Linked DNA regions of Oryctolagus cuniculus: region 2 is linked to region 1. A link is a contact called in public Micro-C data. All regions are on one chromosome and are shown on one strand. Each heading gives the region's core, a stretch centred on a gene start, on an enhancer-like site or on the middle of the called end of the contact. The rest is flanking DNA. Distances are from core to core; before and after follow the strand shown.

The links. A called contact is a pair of places that touch in the nucleus more often than the background predicts.
Region 2: a contact with region 1 is called in a Micro-C map of ear pinna, with 6 times the contacts expected there. The contact joins the promoter of GNPNAT1 here to the promoter of DDHD1 in region 1. A contact is called at or near these places in 2 of 6 Hi-C or Micro-C datasets (ear pinna and an unstated tissue).

Annotation. Positions count from the first base shown.
Region 1 is chr12:23,260,699-23,264,043 of mOryCun1.1, reverse strand. DDHD1 (DDHD domain containing 1) reads right to left here and starts at 1,296. Exons shown (of 13, transcript XM_070053651.1): 1 at 351-1,296. The coding sequence starts at 1,155.
Region 2 is chr12:23,595,110-23,598,701 of mOryCun1.1, reverse strand. GNPNAT1 (glucosamine-phosphate N-acetyltransferase 1) reads right to left here and starts at 1,709. Exons shown (of 6, transcript XM_070053658.1): 1 at 1,471-1,709. LOC108178313 (a long non-coding RNA gene) reads left to right here and starts at 1,777. Exons shown (of 3, transcript XR_007910564.2): 1 at 1,777-2,217.

The sequences.
Region 1 (3,345 bases), core at 47-2,546:
CCTAACGCCGGAGCACCGGCTGCTGCTGAATCCCAGGCAGTGCGGGCTCCACGAGACCGAAGCAGATCGCCAGGTGGGGATCAAGAAACGCAACCTTCCGGGCCGGGGATCCGTTCCTGCATCGCCCCCCAGGGAAGCGCACGCAGGAGGCGCTACCCGCCAGCCCACCACCACACACGCACCAGCGGGATCCTCATCTCCCGACCCCCCACCCCCACCCCGGCGGCCTGGGTCCTGCCACCTGCTCCTCGACCCATCACCAGCCGTCTCCCTCGCCAGGCCTCCCGCGCCTCGCTCCCCGCGGCGGCCAGGCCCCCCAGCCCACCCCTCCGCAGGGTCCCGCTACTCACGGTTCCAATACACGGGGTAGCACTCTCCTTGGACCACGTCCACCTCGTAGAGGCCGCCCCGCACGCACACCGGCTCGATGGGCACCAGCTCCTGCATCGCGGGCTCGTGCCTCGCCGCGCGCGGGCAGAAGCCGCCGCAGGCGCGGTCCTCGTCGTCTTCCTCTCCGGAGCTGGAGGCCGGGCCGCACACATGGTCGCCGTCCGGGGCCTTGGCCCGGGGCCCGGCCCCGGTGGCTTGCAGCAGGGTCCGGAAGGCGAGCTCGATGCGGAGCGAGTCGTAGCCGATGAATGGCTTCCAGGTCTTTTTGTCCTCCCTGTAGAACCAGCGCACCTCCTCCGGGCCCAGCTCCGTCACCACCTCGTAGCGATGCCGGGCGGCAGGGCCGCCGGGCCGCGCGCGCTTCCTCTCCCCGGACCCGCCGCCCCCCGAGTTCGCCGGGCCCAGCGGCGGCGGCGGAGGCGACGGGTGCAGCGATGAGGCGCCGCCGCTCTCGCCCTCGCTGAAGTAGCGCAGCGACGAGCCCGACTCGGCCGAGCTGAAGTCATAGGTCTCGTCACTGAGGCAGGGGTCCAGCGCCAGGTGGGGGTCGTGGTCGTCGGCGCTCGGCGGCAAGTGCAGCCCGGGCTCCCCGCGCAGCAGGGTCAGGGGCACGCTGCCGTCTCCCGGGTCCCCGCTGGGCAGGTGCTCCAAGCAGCAGACGCTGCCGCCGAACGCCGGCCCCGCGTCGGAGCCCAGCTCCCAGGCGCTGCCGCCCCGGCCGTTATGCTCGGGGCTCCGCGGGGAGCCGCGGCCCGCGTAGTTCATGCTGTGGAGACGCCGCCGGCGGCCCGGCCGCGGCCCCCAGCGCTTCCGCCACACATCCAACGCCGCCGCCCTCTCCACCGGGAGTTTTTAATCTTTCAAATCCCGAACAGGGCTGCGGCGCGCGGCGGCGGGCGGCGGCGGCGGCGGCTCCGCCCCCTGCGAGGCGCGCGGCCGCCGCAGCCGCGTTCGGCGGCCCGCCCCTTTGTCACGCAGCCTGACGTGGGCGGGCCTGAGGCCCAGGCCCCGCCCCACTGGCCGCGCGCCCCGCCCCGGAAGCTCCGGCTCCCTCTCCCAGCACCGCACCTCCGCTCCGGGCCCCTCACGCTGAGAATGCGGGGTCGGCTGAGGTCACCCGCCGCCCCTGGGCCTCCGCAGCTCAGACCCCGCCCCCGCCCTCACCCTGTGGGCTTCAGGCTTTCCCTCGCTCGTCCTTATAATGAGGGTCGTGAGCCCACGGGGTCCTCGGGTGGATTCTGTCGACATTGCTTCTGTGACCTTGAGCTCGGCTTGGGCCTCAGCTGGACTTTGTAGCCAGCCACCTGCTTCTGGTGGCTCCAGAATGGTCAGCCTACACGAGGGCACTCCACCCCACGCCTACACTCACCTCGGAGTCACGGCTCCCGCGAGCAGCTGGAGTCTGGACTTTGCTTATATGCCATCTCCTATTATTACTTATCGTTGAGTACATGAGTTTCCTGTGTTCTCGACCTCATTGTAATGCCCTTGATGGACACTAGGTCTTTATGTCTCAGCCTCTCCCACACAGTGGGTGGGCGTCGGTGTTGACGATGGTGACGACCCCGGCTCTGGCGGGAAGAATTGTTGAAAGTCAGAAAACAGCTCGAGTCTGGACCTAGCTTTGCACTCTGGCAAATCTCTTAATTAAGAGAATTATTCAACCAGGTGAACTCTACCAACAACGCAATTCTGTGACCTCTAAGGTTTCTTCCAGTTCTTTTAGGCATTTTCTGACTTCATAACGCACTTTCTGGGGTCATTTTTTTAAAAACATTAAAAATAAGTTTTTAAAAGTCCATCATCACCCTACATTGAGAATCCAGAGAAAAATAATCTCCTATCTCAGTGTTCTCAAGAATAGATGGGCTTCACTCAAAAAAAAAAAAAAAAAAAGATTTATTTATTTATCTGAAAGAGTTACACAGAGAGAAGGAGAGGCAGAGAGAGGTTTTGCATCTGCTGGTTTACTCCCCAATTGGCCGCAACAGCCAGAGCCGCACCGATCCGAAGCTAGGAGCTTCTTCCAGGTCTCCCACGTGAGTGCAGGGTCCCAAGGACTTGGGCCATCTTCTACTGCTTTCTCAGGCCATAGCAGAGAGCTGGATTGGAAGTGGAGCAGCTGGGACTAGAACCGGCACCCATATGGGATGCTGGCACTGCAGGTAGTGGCTTTACCCGCTAGGCCACAGCACGGGGCCCAGGCTTCACTTTCCTTTACCACTTTTTGTGGTGCTGATTGGGTAGGGCAATTTTTCTTGTCCCTGGGGATGTAATCAGAGCTTACTCATTATTTAAACCAGGGCCACATCTAGTTTGTAGGAATTTGGAAGTAGGCCTGTTTCCTATGGGCAGATACAGAGCAATGTTGGGGTTCGTGGCTTGGTAAGTGAAGCCCGGACTGGACTTTTGGCCCCGGTTTGTGTCCGTGGCTGGACGGTCTTGTGCTCAGTGGTGCACTGCAGCTCTGATGCAGAGCATCTAAGATCAGAGCTGTCTTTCCCATTCACGCTGCTGAGTCCCTGCCGCCCAGTCTCTCCTCCAGGTTTCCATTAACGACCTGCAGATGGGAATTTGGTATAAACTTCGATCTATTTACTTTCCACGGAGGCACTCGTTCTAAACAGTGCTTTGATGACCTCCTATGTCCCAGGTACCTTTAATACCAAAGAGTATGGGAGAGACCAAGGTCCCTCTTCAGGAACCTATGGCCTAGTGGGAGATACAGACAAGTACACAGCTCTGTTATAGTACAACGTGAAAAGTATCATAAAGTGGATTAAAAATAAGGGATGTCACGTGTAAAGTATCTCTTTTCCTTTATGTTTCTTGATGGATCGTAGCCTAATTATATAGCTGTCTGGTTAGATTACTTTAGCTAAATATTAACACTACATGATGATGTAAGTCCAATTAATGAATATTATCCTCTGCAAAAAGATTACTTCCTGCCTT
Region 2 (3,592 bases), core at 460-2,959, 330 kb before region 1:
AGCCCTTCTTAAATATTCAAGAGCCTTTTCAGTTTAACTGAAATTGGCGTGCACTTTACAAGACCCATAAATGCCTAACCCTAAGCCAATAAAAGCCTAGTGAATGACTGATTAATGATTTGACTTACCTGGAAGTCAACATTTCAGAAAACCCAGAAGAAATAAGAATCCCAAACTGGCCCAAGTAATCTCTGATAAAGGTTTTCACTCAACTGAGTTATTTTTTTAAATACAGTTCCAGCAATTTGGTTTCCAGGAATCTCTATCAGATTGAAATACAAATGGAGAGAATCTTTGCTAGAAAAAAATACCTACTGGAAGCAACAAGTAATATACTTGGAGAGTTTTTAAAGCCCATATACAAAATCACAAGACACAGTCTAAAGTCAAGTTTAAATTGCCGTATTGTTTATAGCTCAGTAGGTCCTGGGACACCTTAGAGCAACACATGGTGATGGAGGGTGAAAGGGACTCAGTCGGATGGGTACCTTGTGGCTGGTCTATATACATTTTGTAACAACTTGACCACATTCTGAACCTAAACATTTTGTTCCACTGATTTTAACACGCCTTGCCACATTCACTAAATAGTGCAACTGCACGAATTTTGAGGTATTTTTTCACGGCTTATTTAATCCCTACAACCCAAGCATTCACTGTTCCCAGTCCCCCCACGAGGAAGTTGGTAACACATTTCCTGTGTTACCTCCAGGCAAGGTAACAGGAAATGAATGGATTAGGACCAGAATCCCCGTTTTCCTCTACGACACCGGTGCTGACAGATGCCTAACCAATGTTTGCATCATCAAACAGTTTTCACCTGATAGGTAGCTCCGTCTCCCCTACAAGCGAGCCCTGCCTAAATAAATCTCAATAATTCCTTGAGATCCATTGTAGGATTCGCTCATGAGCGACTACCCTGACGAACCGATTCCCATAACGGCCCATTCAATTTCTTTATTCCGCTTACATAAACATCAGCTGCTGTAACAGAAATCACGAGTGGGTGCTTGTAGGGGCAGAAGCCCCAGGGAGAGACAAAGGCTGTCCCTCTGTCCGCAGTGCCAGAGGTGATCCTCAGAGCTGACGCACGAGGGGTCCCCAGGGGCTCCCGACCACCGAGGGCGCGCCCCGGGAAGAAGGGGCAAGGCGGCCCGAGACGTTCGCGCCCATCCGGAGCCGAGCCTCCGCCTCCAACCCGGCTCAAGCCTGGGCGCGCAGACAGACCCCTGCCCCTGCCCTGCCAGGACCCCGCATCACCCTAACCTCTGCCCCCGCGCGCGCCCGTTTAACTTCCTCGGAGCCGCGCTCCCCGCGCCCATGTGCACCCAGGTGGCGAAGATGAGCGCCCAGCTGCGCCGACAGAACTCGGCGGGGGCCTAGCCGGCCTCGCTCGGGGGAGCGGGCACCTGTTTGATGACCCGGAGCGCCAGGCCCACTCACTGGACGCCGGCCCCAGCCCCTCCTCACCCGTGGAGGCCCCGGAGTCTGCGATCCTCTCCAGGCGCAGCGGAGTCTCACCCGCCGGAGTACACCGTACCGGATCCGGATCCGGCTTCAGAGCCAGCCCCACCTCCTCGCCCTCCACAGCCAGCGCCACGGCCGGCACCCGCGGCCTAAACGTGGCAGCGCCAACGCCTCCACCCCGCCCCTGCCTCCTCACGCAGCGCCGCGCGCAGGCGGCCGCAGGCGGAGGCCGAGGCCCCGCCCGCCAGGGCGAGGCGCGCGCGGGGCGGGGCTTGGGCGGCCGGGGGCGGGGCCTGGCCTGGCGTCCGCGCCCGGGGCGGGGCCGCGGGTCCCAGAAGCCTCCGCTCGCGGGGCGTCTCTTGCTCGCTCCCGACAGCTGCGATGACCAGGCCGCTGCGAGCTGGCCCTGCAGCGCGTAAGCGGTGACCGGTGCGGGCCCCTTCCCTCACGGTGCTGTCCGTTGCGTAGGACTTGGCCTCCTGCCGGCCGCCCGGAGCTCCTCTTCGCCGGGTGTCCGAGTCCCGGTGTCTGCGGTCGGGGACTCAGAGTTGGGGCCGCTGCGTTCCGCTCCTCGGGTCCCGTTTGGACGGACCTGGGGTTCGGGCGCTGATTGTCCCGGGAGGCGTTGGTCAGTGTCCTGAGCGTTTTGGAGCTCAGTCGTGGAGGGGCGCCCCAGGGGGCTGCAGAGGGAGGCCTGAGGGCTGCTATGCACCCGCCGCGCCCGGACAGCGTCCCTGGCCTGGCCTCGAGGTCAGTAGTGCTGAGGTTGAGAGATGGTGCTCAGATGTGACTTTCCTCCGAGCCCCGCTACCCGGGTGGCGTTTGTGCCCATTGTACAGATAGGAAACAGAGGTTCAGAGTTGGTGAGTAGTTTACAAAATCAAATGGCCAGCAGCCTGGTACCGTAATGTTACGTTTATTGACATCGCCAAGTATTGGCATTCGTAATTTTTATTTTATTTGAAAGACAGAGACAGACCTACCTCCGTTGGTTCGTGCCCCCAAACTGCCGGCAAGTGCTAGGCCGATGCCAGGAGCCAGGAACTCCATCCGGGTCTCTCTGGCAGAAACCCAAGTGCTTGGGCCTGCTGCTGCCCTCCCAGCCACGTTAGCAGGGAGCTGCATAGGAATCCTGGAGGCTCGCTTATGGAATGCAGTGACCCAAGCGACAGCTTCATTAGCAGTGCGGTGCCTGCCCCTGCTTAGGGATTCTTGTAAGAAGTGCTGCCACACCAGTATTCTTCGTGGCACAGATAATGCTGTTTTTAATGGAAAATCATAAATTTCAGTGGTTGAGTTGAGAAATGATTCAGGAACATTAGAGAAGTTAATTCTTCAACCAGTTGATTTCATCCATCCTGTCCTCTTAGGTTTACACAGAGTTAAGATACAACAGTCCCTCTCTTAAGTATAAAAGAGCTCTTTTGTGTGTTTGTTTTTTTATTTATTTGAAAGGCAGAGTTACACAGAGGCAGAGAGAGAGAGGTCTTCCATCCACTGGTTCACTCCCCAAATGGCCACAGTGGCCGGAGCTGGGCCGATCCGAAGACAGGAGCCTGGAGCTTCCTCCTGTCTCCCACATGGGTTCAGGGGCCAAGGACTTGGGTCATCTTCCACTGCTTTCCCAGGCACATTAGCAGGGAGCTGGATCAGAAGCGGAGCAGCCAGAACTCATACCGGTTCCCATACAGGATGCTGGCACTGCAAGCAGCAGCTTTACCCACTACACCATTGCGCTGCCCCGAAAAGAACTCTTCTACTAAGTATTAAATGTCCAAGTGACTAGAAAGTATATAATCTGGTTTTTAAGTTGGCCGTACTATTTCTCACTTAGTGACATAGAAACAGATGGTGTGCTGTACAACAGCTGAGTCTAAGATTTGATGCAATATGGTATATACCTTAGGTTGAAGTGTTAATTCTCTAAACACGGTCATAAATTATTTCATTTTGATCTCATACAACTGCTGGGATATCGGTAGGAATTATTGTTTTCTAAGGCAAATGAAACTCAGATAATTTTCCTTTTCTTATGGCTGAGGTGGTGCTTTGAGTCAGGTGACAGGTATGCTACCTAGCTGCCTAGGATCTGGGTGAACTAATATTTTAGCAAGTTGGTTTCCTT